2 separate regions of the Xenopus laevis genome follow, and region 1 is linked to region 2. A link is a contact called in public Hi-C data. All regions are on one chromosome and are shown on one strand. The core of a region is the stretch at or near the end of the contact, and the rest is flanking DNA. Distances in the headings are between cores, read along the strand shown.

Region 1 (5,977 bases), core at 2,001-4,500, 40 kb after region 2:
TATGCACCAGGAATAATCAGCTGGGGGGGGAATCAAGTAACACGTTTTATTATTAATCCACTGAATAGTCAGAAATCAAATTGGTTAAAAAAAAAAAGTTAAACAATAGAGGGGGAAATGCATTATTGCTCCTGACTTTTCACCATTTTACTGTCAGGCACTAGCAGAAAAAAACAACAATGTTTCATTTCAAGACAAAAAAAGTGTTTTGTTTTTTTTTTGCTCTGATGGAATGAGATAGAAATACATGTAAAGTCTGTTATGAAGCAGTTGCTGTGAGGGGCATCTAAAAGCTTTCACTTACCACCTTACCACTGTTTTTTTTTTTTTTAAATAAATTAAAATGGTTGTTTTTCCATTGTGGAAACCAGTGATCTGATTTGGCTTCCTACAAACATCAACAGAAAATGTAACGGAAATGAATAGGATTGTGTTTTAACAAAGTGAAATAACTCGTCACCTTTTCTGTTTTGTCTACCCACAGAGAAGGATCGATGCCAGATACCAACTTGCTTTACACACTGGCATCCACAGATGGCTCAGTTCAGACGCCTAAAATAAACCGCTACAGTCTGGACGGCCAGTCTGGGTGGCATGCATTGCATGTGAATGATACAGTTATGTACACACCACCTACACACACAGGCACATCACCACCAGCCTGGTGCCGAGTCTGCAGAACACAGGGCAACACATAATATATACACACCGACATTCCTGGAAGGAATTAATTATCCAACACGTAAAGATTAATTGCAATAAACCCAAATATAGTATGATTTTTTTTTTTATCCAAGCACCTAGGCTACAGCCTAGAGGGAAGGAAGCATTTGTTCTAAAAATAAAATACAAGCCGACATCTCCAAGAGAACCCAAAGAGTACAAAGATCAAGGTAAGAGGATGGCTGCCCATAAAACGACTCGTCTGCACTTGAAGTCGAAGTTGACACCTTTAAAGCTACACAGACAGGCACAGAGATGGGGGGGGGGGACGTAAATCGCCTGCACCTGTTTAGTACACACATACAAAATGGGCAGAGCTGCAAATGTGCGACTTATCTCCATAGACTGCTGTAACCAAGAGACGCAGCTATAAAGAGCACTAAGTGTCGTCAGCGGTGAACTTGAAGCAGGGTTACCACCAGGTCACTTTAAATGCCACTTACAGGGCGATGTTCTCTTCCCTGCCTTCTTATTGCCTTCCCATGCTTGGCCATAGAGGTCCTTGTCTCAATTAAAGGAACAGATACTAGCTGTAGTATGTGTGATCCCTGTTCTACTCTGTATGTAGGTTTTGTCTTCATCTCACCAACAGCTGATAAACAGGGACATACAGTATTGGCAATCAACAATTCAGCTGGCAAATGCCAGGAACATGAATAAATATATATATATATTTTTTTTTTTTTTTATCCAGGCAGTGTGCTTTGCTTCTTGTCTACTATACAGCAGCACTTGACATCTACAATACTTCCTGTACAAAATACTGTTGCTTAGGAGGGTAGAAAGTTAAAGCAAGGGCACAGTAATAAATCAGATATGGCAATAGTTCAGTACATGTAATAGAAAAAGTAGTTGCACCCCACCAACAGCTGAAAGGCCGCAGGCCACAAATTCAAGACATCTCCTTATTGAAAGCAAAGAAAAGTTGTCCCTGCAACTCCCATGAGCCTCAGCAAGGTAAAGGTAAGGTTGTATTAACTCTAGAGCTCCTGAGGCAAAGCAATTGAAGTTTTTCGAATAGGGAATTTTGTATGGGAGTAATTGCTGCTGTAAAAGCTGAATGTCTCTGTAATAAAGAGGACAAGTAAGTAGGACAGGTCTCTTGCACTCACCCTGGCTGCTTTCCTCTTGTACTTGTTGCTGTAGTCGAACTTCTCCTTGATCTCCTCCAGCAGCCGACCCAGCCTGGCCAGCTCATCGTCTCCCCCGACCCCATCCCGGGCCAGTAAGATGTAGGCCCTCCAGTTGGCCGAGTCGAAGCCCCAGTGGCAAGTCCGGTTCTCCAGCGCCTTATGCGAGTGCACCACGAACTTGTGCGGCGGGTACATGAGGCGACAGTCCAAGCACTGGATACAGGGGGCGCTGGGGTGTCCGTACAGCTCGGGCACGAACAGGCCCCGACACTTTCCGAAGCACTCGTGATACACCTTGAAACTGCCCTCGGTCAGCTCCAGCTCTAAAGGTCCCGGCGGGAAGTCGCTCTTCTTGGCGCAGCGGGGCGGGTAGCTCCCCCCGTACATCAGGGCGTTGCACAGGCGCTCGGCGTCCGTCTTGGTGATGAGGCCACAGGAGGGCGCGGAGAAGGGCAGGATCCCCATCACCTTCAGGATCTCCAGCTGGTCGGCCGTGCAGCGGGAGCAATACACGTGCAACTCGTCGCACACGGCGTTGATCTGCTGAAGGCTGAAATCCCGCAGCACCGAGTTGAGGATCTGAGGGAGACACAGTCGCTTCTCGCCCCCCACCACAAAGCAAGAGATGGTCTCCCCCTCCAGAATAGTCTCACACCTCTCAGTGGAACGGTCCGACGGCATAAATAGGGGACCCCCGGGGATGACCGGAGGCGGCTGGCTGGGCAGGTGGAGTATGGGCTCCGGGGGCTCCTTGCCGCACTCCTTCTTGTACAAGTCCTGAGTCCAGCGGGCGGAGAAGGCGGCCGGACCGCCCAGAGAACTCATAGAGCTCAGGTGAAACTGTTCCAGGGTCTTCTGGAGCCCGGCGTGGGGCTGGAAACTGCTGCGGCTCACGGTCTCCATAGCTCCCGGCGGCGGCAACAGCAGCACTAACTCACTCACTGACTCACTCACACAGGGACACGCTCCGCGCAGCTCAATCACTCGACGATGTCTTTAGGCTTTACACAGTAAACGCTGTCACTCCATACACCCGTGTGACTGCCCACTCTCTCCCGGCCTCCTCCTCGACACTCACAGCGCCGCATCCAGCCGGGACCTCCCGCTCCCCTTCCCGAAGTGTCAGGGCTCAGGCCAGAGAAGTGTCAGGGCTCAGGCCAGAGAAGTGTCAGGGCTCAGGCCAGAGATGCGCGGCGGCGGCTCCTCGTGCCCATAGCGTCGCACTCACTCAGTCCCACTAATGGCACTTTCCGCTGAGGAGGCACAAATGCGCCTGAACTTTCCCTCAGTACAAAGCGGGGGAGGTGGGGGCGTTTGTGGGAAGTTACGGCTCGGCCTCACGAGTTGCCCGTCATGTTGCGCTGCTGGAGGTTATGGGGAGAGCGGGGCTCCCAGACACACACTGATGCCTCCTTCCCGGTGCTGCTCACTGCTTGAATGGCTCTGCACTGTGTCTGCGCTCTGCACTCCCTCCCTCTTTCCTCTCCCTTCTCCGCCCCCTTTCTCTCTGTTTGTTGGTGTCTGCCTCAGTCATTGAATCCCAGCCAAGAATGTGACCAACTCCCCAGGCTGTGGCTCTTCCAGGAACAACCTCCACCCCCTCCCTCTACCTCCTCCTCATGCCGCTGCCTCTTCTTTTTTTTTTTTCTACTGCAAAGCGGAAAAAAAAACTTGTCTGTCGAAGGCAAAATAAAACTTGTGGTTCTCGTGCGTGAAACCGCCGGCTTTAAAAAGCGGAAGGGTGTTTTTGTTTTCTCCTTCCAGTAAACACAGACTGACGGCACATGGGAGTCTCGCTAAGCAAAAGGTAAAAAGATATTTCTCACATATGCCACAAAATGCTGTCTTTTCCCTATTATATGCATGTACAGTGCTTATTTAGCTGTGTCATTTACAATTTCAGGCAAAAAATATATTTTGTTTCAAGATACAAATTTATAAAGCAATTTTTCTTGTTTCCAGAAGCCTAGTTCAATTAAAGGTATGGGATCTGTTATCCAGAATCAGTGTCGGACTGGCCCACAGGGATACCAGGAAAACTCGCGGTGCGCCCAGGTGTCAGCGGACCCTCCTGCTTCTAAATATTTCACATATTTCATGGCCATTCCCTATTTCTATGAAAATGAAGAGGCGAAATAGATGGAATAATAGTTTATAGTATGTAAAGAAAAGAGACTAGGAGAATAGAGTTTGAGTGAGGAGAAGAAGAAATTAATACTTAGGGGCACATTTACTTAGCTCGAGTGAAGGAATAGAATAAAAAATACTTCGAATTTCGAAGTTTTTTTTTTTAACTACTTCGACCATCGAATTGGCTTCTTCGACTAGGACTTCAAATCGAACGATTCCAACTGGGTGACTAATCTTCCCGATCTGCCTGCCTCCAGTGGCTAGAATCGAAATCACTGGCGGGATGGCACTCAGAGCACTTCATTTTTCAAAGTCGTCCAAAGTTTCCTTACGAGGCAACTTCGGGCGAATTTAGAAAACAAAATGCTCGGAGCGCCATCCCTGGAGACAGCTTTCCCATAATATAGAGCTGTCTGGATAATGGGTTCCCAGACAACAGATTCCATACCTGGATAAAACTGGCCACAGACGCAAAGATCCAATCGTACGAATCAACGTACGATCGGACTTTCCCATCTCCCGACCTGACACTAACCATTCAGATCAAAGTCTTACCATTTTAAAATTTATGTCTGACAAAGCTAGTGACAGTCTCCCACTGAAAATCGTACAATCGGCAATACATGCAGAGATATTATCGGCAGCCGACAGAACTTTTCTAACCTGTCCGATCGACCAAACGACCAATCTCCGCCGGACGAAAAATGTCGGGACTCTCCACACACGGTCCGAAAATCGTACGAATCCTCGATTTGTACGATCAGATCTTTGCGTCTATGGCCAGCTTAATTGTATAGGTGGCAAATGCAGGGCCACACAGTGTCAAATTGGTGATTGCTCACGCACACCTGTCTGTGCAGATAAATCCAAATTCACTTGGTGCTCAGTGATAGAGGTAACCGGCAACCTCAAATCAGATACTGAGAAAAGGCACACTGGCACACAAGATGTGAATGCAGGTGAAAACCTTGCAAAATTTTTATTACCGGAAGTGCAACGTTTCGGGGCAAGCCCCTTTGTCAAGCATTGCTTGACCCGAAACGTTGCACTTCCGGTAATAAACATTTTGCAAGGTTTTCACCTGCATTCACATCTTGTGTGCCAGTTTGCCTTTTCTCAGTACCACACAGTGTCCAGCCATGTGCTAGAAAATGCATGGCGCCAGAACATGCAAGGCCCTAAGGATGTATAAAAATACTCATGTGAAAGATGTCTGGCACTTTAAAGTCACATGACATCAGGCCCGGACTGGCAATCTGTGGGTTCTGGCAAATGCCAGAGGGGCTGCTGTAAGGTCCCATAGAAAGTGAGTATTTAGTGGGCTGGTGGGGGCTGTTTGGGCCTCTATGTGGGCTGATTGGGCCTCTGTGTACCTGAAATGCCAGGGCCTATTTTAATTCTCAGTCCGGACCTGCATGACATTAAGGGCAATGGCACATGGGGCTTTTCATTGCCCACTGGTGAAAATAAACATCACAAAATACCTTCCTATAGGATACAATTTGAATCATTGCAAGTAGGGATGCACCAAATCCAGGATTCGGTTCGGGATTCGGTCAGGATTCAGCCTTTTATCAGCAGGATTCGGATCCGGCCGAATCCTTGCGCCTGGCCGAACTGAATCCGAATTTGCATATGCAATTTAGGGGCGGGAAGAAAAGCCACATGAGTTTTCATCACAAAATAAGGAAGTCAAATATTGTTTCCCCACTTTTTCCTTTCCGTCCCTTAATTTGCATATGCAAAATCGGTATTCGGCCGAATCTTTCACGGGGGATTCGAGCGAATCCCAAATAGTGGATTCGGTGCATCGCTAAGCTCAAGTACAATTTGTTATATGGAGACCCGTTATCCAGAAAGCTCTGAATTACTGGAAGGTAATTTCCCATAGACTTTATTTTAATCAAATAATTTACATTTTTAAAAATTATTTCCTGTTTCTCTGTATTAATAAAACCATAAATTGTACTTGATCCAAATAACGATATCAT
Region 2 (6,564 bases), core at 171-2,670:
AGTGAGGGGAGGAGGGATTGGAGCAAACTGAGCATACTCAAGCCCAAGCCCCGGAGGTTTAAGATGAAAACAGGAAGCCTGATACAGACGCCCACACAATAGAAGTAAAGAAATGTGTTTCTTTTGACAAAGGACTCTGAGCAGCAAAACTTTGAGGGTTATTATCAAACTTGTTTACAGAATACTTTTTGCACATTTTAAGATTGCAGAAAATGTGCATTATATAGTGTCGTTCGCTGCATAAAGCTCAGTACTTATTTGTGCCCCACCAGGGGAGCGTTGAGGGTTAGCCAGTTTTAGTAGCAGAGCAGGTGGCAGTTAGAAGGGATCAGGGGAAATAGATTTGAAACTTCCCTGTGTGCATAGCTGCACTCAGCTTTTAAAACAGGTGGCAGGCTACCATATGTTTCAGAGCAGGAGACCGCTACACGCAGCTCCAGAATATTCTCACTCAAGATACAATTCCATTGCGTGAAGAAAATAAGGCAATATACAGACTCCTTGAATGTATATTGCTTCCTTAGATATAAGAAAATCACAACTATAAAAAGTGGATTTGGTTTGAGATTTTACCAGTTTCATCACTTTTTCCAAATCTGAATAAGCATATGTCACTTTTGTGGGGATGTAGTAATGTGCCTAACCCTAAAAATTCATTTTTCTTGTTTAAGAAAAAAAAAAAAAAAAAAAAAAAAAAAAGTAAACATCCGTAAACCAGAAAATCAAGTTCCAAACTTGAAAACTTAAAAAAAAAAAAGAATGCATTTCTTCATGTCAACTGTGTTTCTGGCACCCAGTATTCCATTGAAGGATGTTATCGACACATATTGGTAGTTCCATAATGGTCTACATCCACTCTGCCACATGAATATTATATGAGACAGTCACTAAACTTATGGCCTTTATCATCTATTCCATATTTTTCAACACGGACCCCCTGAGCATCATGGGAAGGGAAGCAAAATAGCAATTTAGGGGCATGAATGACAGGGAGTCTGAAGGACAAGCAGTTTTATTTTGGATATGTGTAGCACTCAAAATGTGCAATAAACGAAAGGAATGTACATCTGGTACTAGTTAAGAATGCAAACTTTCTGAGGATTAAAAAGGCAAAAAAAAACAAAGTTTAAAAAAAAAAAAAAAAAAAAAGACACTTCTACCCCTGCTGCGATTTCTGCCATCTTCCCAAAGTCCTCTTCTAGCCCAAGTGCAAAGTGTCTGTAAAAATTCCTGCTTGCTATTTGCAGGCAAGGTCACTGCGAAAGGGCATGGCTGTGAGCCAGGGTGTTTTTCAGCTGAGCTGCAGGGAGGGGAGGGACAGCTCAGGAACTCAATTATAAGTTTCTGCAGTCTAGCCAGGAGGCTGGAAGCCCAGACTGTGGCTGTTCTGTCCTCTGTGCCCCCTCCCTCCTCTACACCACCTCTACACGCCTCCTCCCTCTCCTCTCCCCACAGTCTGCCAGAACGGTCTGCCGCCTGGAGCCGACTCATGATGCACAAATTCTTAAAGCTGTAGCACAGCGCTGCTACTGCAAGGTGAAGAATGGAATTTCAATGTGAGCAGAGCTAAAATAGTTGAAACGGCACATTCTTCCTGAGCACAGACCAACGTGCTTGAAAGACCATTAAAACAAGTGCAAATTTTGCAGTATATGGGGGCCTTAATATCCATCCTACTTTGGATGTATTTTTTTTTTTCACTCCATTTCCTTTTACTCTTACATTGTGTTACGATAGCTGAAACTGTTGACTAGTGCAGGTTTCAAGGATGCATTCACAAATAACCTGAGATTCTAGCACACCAATGCCACCAATCTGCACTTTTTCCAAAAATCCTGCAGGATCGAAGAGATAAGTAAAATGGGAGGATTTTTTTTTTTTTTTTACAAGCTCTGCAATACTACAGCCGTGGCTTAAAGGAGAACTAAACCCTAAAAATGAACATGGCTAAAAATACCCTATTTTATATATTGCATTTATTGCACCAGCCTAAAGCTTCTCAATAGCAGCAATGATCCAGGACTTCAAACTTGTCACACCATCTTGGAAAGTGTCTGGGACACTCAGTGAGCTCTGAGCAGCTGTTGAGAAGCTAAGCTTAGGGGTCGTCGCAAATTATCCAGCAGAAAATGAGGTTGGCCTGTAATATAAGCGGATGCTACAAGGCTGATTATTACATTTTGATCCTAATTGCACTGGTTTCTGTTCTGTCATGTAGTAATTATCTGTATTAATTACTAATCAGCCTTAAATTGTGACATTTATGTCTTATGGGTACTGTATATCGAGAGTGGGTACCTAAGTTTATTAAGTGACAGCAGCATGTGCAGTGAATCAGCAGAAAAGAAGATGGGGAGCTACTGGGGCATCTTTGGAGACACAGATTCTCCCTGCTAAAGGACTGTGGTTGACTTGGGCTGGTAAAGAAGCCTAAACCTCAATGTACAACATTTCTAGCCTACTTCTTTAGTTAAGCTTTAGTTCTCCTTTTCCAAGACACCCAGTTCTGCAGGGAACAAGGATCCTCAGTAACTGCAGACATAGCCAAAACATACATCATATGGATGTGCTTTTATCTGAAATGTGGTAAAAAGATGTACTACAAAGATCGTGGAATGGCATACAGTCACAAATACACTAGAAAAGAACAGGTCAGATTTCTGCAGGTCTTGGTTCTTAGAATCTGACTTTACACAATGCAGACATGTTACAAAGCACCGACTGAAAGATCTTCCACAAGGAGAAAAAACACAAGGGCTGCTTTAAAAAAGTTGCTATTTACTGGTTTTATGGTCTTATTTTGAGTACAACAAATTATGAAACAACATTAAACATGTACACAAATCATAGGGTGAAAAAAAGTATATCCTCCCTAAGCATCACCGCTAAATTTGCATTTCTTAAACCATAAGAATACCTAGAAGGGGGTCCATCACAACATTTGGTACAGGAGATCTTTACAAGCCAATATTCACCAGTTTTAGCAGCCTGACCACCAACCTTATACACAGGCAGGACAACTAGGATTACAAGCAGATATTATGAGGCAGATTTATCAAAATGTGAGAATAGAACTCTATTGATTATTATGGGATTTTTAGAATTGTATTTATCAATGGCGTTCACCATTTGATAAATAGGCCTTTAAAAATCCCAACAGGAATGAGTGAGTGAGTTTGTCTGGTGAATTCTATTCGCACATTTTGATAAATCTGCCCCCTCAATAGCCTAAATTTGTTACTTTAACATGCTTCTCCTTACATGGGAGGCAATACTGCTTAGAACAGCAGCAGCACAGATCTGTTAAATGTAACATAATTGACAGCCAGTTGGCCAGATGGAAGAGAATTAAAAAGTAGCACTGCTAGTTCTTGGAGTCAGATAATGCAGAGATGAAGGTAGTGTGTCATTTATAATGCACATTAATCAGATCCTCTTAGACACTAGGCAAGTATCTTTCAATTGGATGGAGAGCACTCACCAAGCAGATAATGCACCCAGGAATATACATATATTCTGAAGACCTGGTTAATGGCACTGCAGGGACGTCGGGGCTGGGGTAAAAAGCACAATACACAATCTAACAGGAAGAGAAATGAAAAAGATGGCTAACCAGCAGTACAGCATGGCCAGCTAATACACTTTCAGTTTCTCCGTATCGCTTTTATTTTTTTTCCACAACTCTAATGTTAACCCCACAGGGACGCGGTCAGGGGCAACACAGGAAATATAGATAAAAACTGTGGGTGGGCAGTTCCATCTCATCCTACTTCTGCTTTTCTAATACAGAGGTTTCACGTTGAACTTTACAAGCAGTGCATGACCATGCCCACACTTCTTTTACCACTTCTCCCTTGTCCATTATAACAGAAAGTGCATTGCAAAGGCATGCTGTTCTTCTGTGATGCATATGGGAGGGGTGGGGGAATGCAAGCAGAAACCAAAAACAGAGACTTGTTATGGGTTCTAACACAAATAAAGTGGGAACATTTTCTGATTAGATTAAATGCTAGACAGCCAGCAAACAGCATCAATTCTGTTAAACTGGTGAGATTTTTCTCTCACGAACAACCAATTCTGTCAAATTATCGTGAAGTTAGTGGTAATCGAACGATCGTGCAATGATTTGCCGTCCAACATCGGTCAGAACATTGATCAGCCAGGTTAGAAAATGTTCATTGGTCACAGTGAAATCTATCTATTGTCCAATTGTTTGCAGGGCCAAGCAGACAGCTACCCTCACAGTTTTCCTAGCCTCAACTAGACAACATTGCTTGAAAAGATCTTTCAAGTTGATGGGCAAATCATACATTTAACCAATCGTTTCCAGATAAGCTTGGTCTTACCATAACAAAGATCTTTTAAGGGCAGAGACACAGGAAGATTCAGGGAGATTTAGTCACCCATCGACAAATCTCTTCTTAGAGGCGACTAATCTCCCTGAACTGCCTCCCGTCGGCTATAATGTAAATCGCTGGCGGGATGGCAATCGGTGAGCTTCATTTTCTGAACTCGCCCAAAGTTACCTCACAGGGAAACTTCAGGCGACTCCGGAAAAAGAAGCGATCCGTGCCGTTGATTTAAATTCTAGCCGGCAGGAGGCAGTTCGGTGGGAGATTAGTCACTCCGAAGAGCAGATTTATCACCAGGCGACTAAATCTCTCCGTATATCGGAGCATGTGTCTCTGCCTTTCAAATCCCAACGTCTATTGCCAGCTTTAGGAAGATCACTGGCCATGAATCACTGTGGCTTTTCCCAACACACTTGCAGAAGGACAAACGATTAAGCAATACAAAAATTAAAGTAGTCCGTCTGTTAGTGGAGGGATATACAGTATATCGGTTGAGGGAACAGAATGCATTTGCAGTCTTTAATAATAGATCACCAAAAGGTCATTTTAGAAGAGCAAGGGTGTTGTTCCTTGAAAGCAAACACAACATTTTTAATTTCAGTCTGATCAGTTCTGTTTTGACTTCTATAGTCCTTGCTCTGCATCCCTATTCATGTAACACTATTCTTCAGTCAGACAGTTAGAAGGTTAAAGGGATACTGTCATGGGAAAATTTATTTTTTTTCAAAATGCATCAGTTAATAGTGCTGCTCCAGCAGATTTTTGCGCTGAAATCCATTTCTCAAAAGAGCAAACAGATTTTTTTATATTCAATTTTGAAATCTGACATGAGGCTAGACATATTGTCACATGACCAGGGGCAGCTGGGAAATTGACAAAATGTCTAGTCCCATGTCAGATTTCAAAATTGAATATTAAAAAATCTGTTTGCTCTTTTGAGAAATGGATTTCAGTGCATAATTCTGCTGGAGTAGCACTATTAACTGATGCGTTTTGAAAACAACATGTTTTCCGATGACAGGATCCCTTTAAAGCTAATTAGATTTGCTGGACATTATTCAAATGAGCCAGTAAAGTGCAATATTTTAGTACAATCAGGGAAAAGAATCCACAACTTTCAAGGTTCAGTCTAGTGTTTTTTCTGTCTGCGCTGATCCTGGTCACACACTATGAAATGACCTTTGCCCTTTGCCCCCTCTCTGCTCTTTGACTTTTTCACTGTCCAGGGACCACGAGACAGTTTTATGACTGTAATTATGGCTTTTACTGATAAATCAAAGAGCTGAAAAGTACAGGCTTTTTGAGTATATACACTCTGAACAAAAGTACACAGGGATGAGACAGAGGCAAGGAAACAAGGTTTTAACTAGCTGTTATCTGACAAAATATCTTGACATTAGATCTAAAATATGATGAACTTCAAAAGAACAAGTCATGTCAACTGCATAGTACAACATTAAAAGACGTATGATCTGTCACTGCTGGTTGCATTAGTAGCTCATTAGTACAAAGGGAAACTGTCCTGGGAAAAAATATTTTTTTCAAAATGAATCAGGTAATGCTGCTCCAGCAGAATTCTGCACTGAAATCCATTTGTCAAAACAGCAAACAGATTTTTTTTATATTTAATTTTGAAATCTGACATGGAGCTACATATTGTCAGTTTCCCAGCTGCCCCCAGTCATGTGACTTGTTCTCTGATAAACTTCAGTCACTCTTTACTGCAAGTTGGAGTGATATCACACCCCTTCGCCCCCCAACCTGCAGCCTAACAACAGAACAATGGGAAGGTATCCAGATAGCAGCTCACTAACACAAGATAACAGCTGCCAGGTAGATCTAAGAACAGCACTCAATAGTAAAATCTAGGTCCCACTGCAACACATTCAGTTACATTGAGTAGGAGAAACAACAGCCTGCCAGAAAGTAGTTCTATCCCAAAGTGCTGGTTCTTTCTAAGAGCATATGACCAGGCAAAATGACCTGAGATGGCTGCCTACACACCAATATTACAACTAAAAAAACACAAAAAAAACGCACTTGCTGGTTCAGCAATGAAACTGTATATGGTAGAGTGAATTAATTGCAGTGTAAACCGTGTAATTTAGAAACAAAACTACATCATAAAAATCATGACAGAATCCAGACGAAAAAACGAACATGACCAGGTTTCGCTATTTGGGCAGAGAGAAAATTCGGCACACTTATTAGA

Evidence for each region. Hi-C and Micro-C count contacts between places; a contact is called where the count stands out from the background.
Region 1: a Hi-C map of animal cap shows a contact between it and region 2, with 2.6 times the contacts expected there. The contact joins the promoter of ski.S here to the enhancer-like site in region 2. A contact is called at or near these places in 3 of 4 Hi-C or Micro-C datasets (the XL177 cell line, the XTC cell line and animal cap).

What each region holds. Positions count from the first base shown.
Region 1 is chr7S:79,664,414-79,670,390 of Xenopus_laevis_v10.1, forward strand. It overlaps ski.S (SKI proto-oncogene S homeolog), which reads right to left and starts at 3,251. Exons shown (of 7, transcript NM_001087461.1): 1 at 1,836-3,251. The coding sequence starts at 2,759.
Region 2 is chr7S:79,625,766-79,632,329 of Xenopus_laevis_v10.1, forward strand. The region is part of intron 1 of ski.S (SKI proto-oncogene S homeolog); the gene reads right to left. Among protein-coding and RNA genes, the nearest start is that of ski.S, 39 kb to the right of the region's middle. Within about 2 kb of position 1,421, at least 3 of the 7 cell types and tissues checked have an H3K27ac peak or open chromatin away from gene starts, as enhancers often do. A contact at or near this core is called in animal cap, where this site is marked.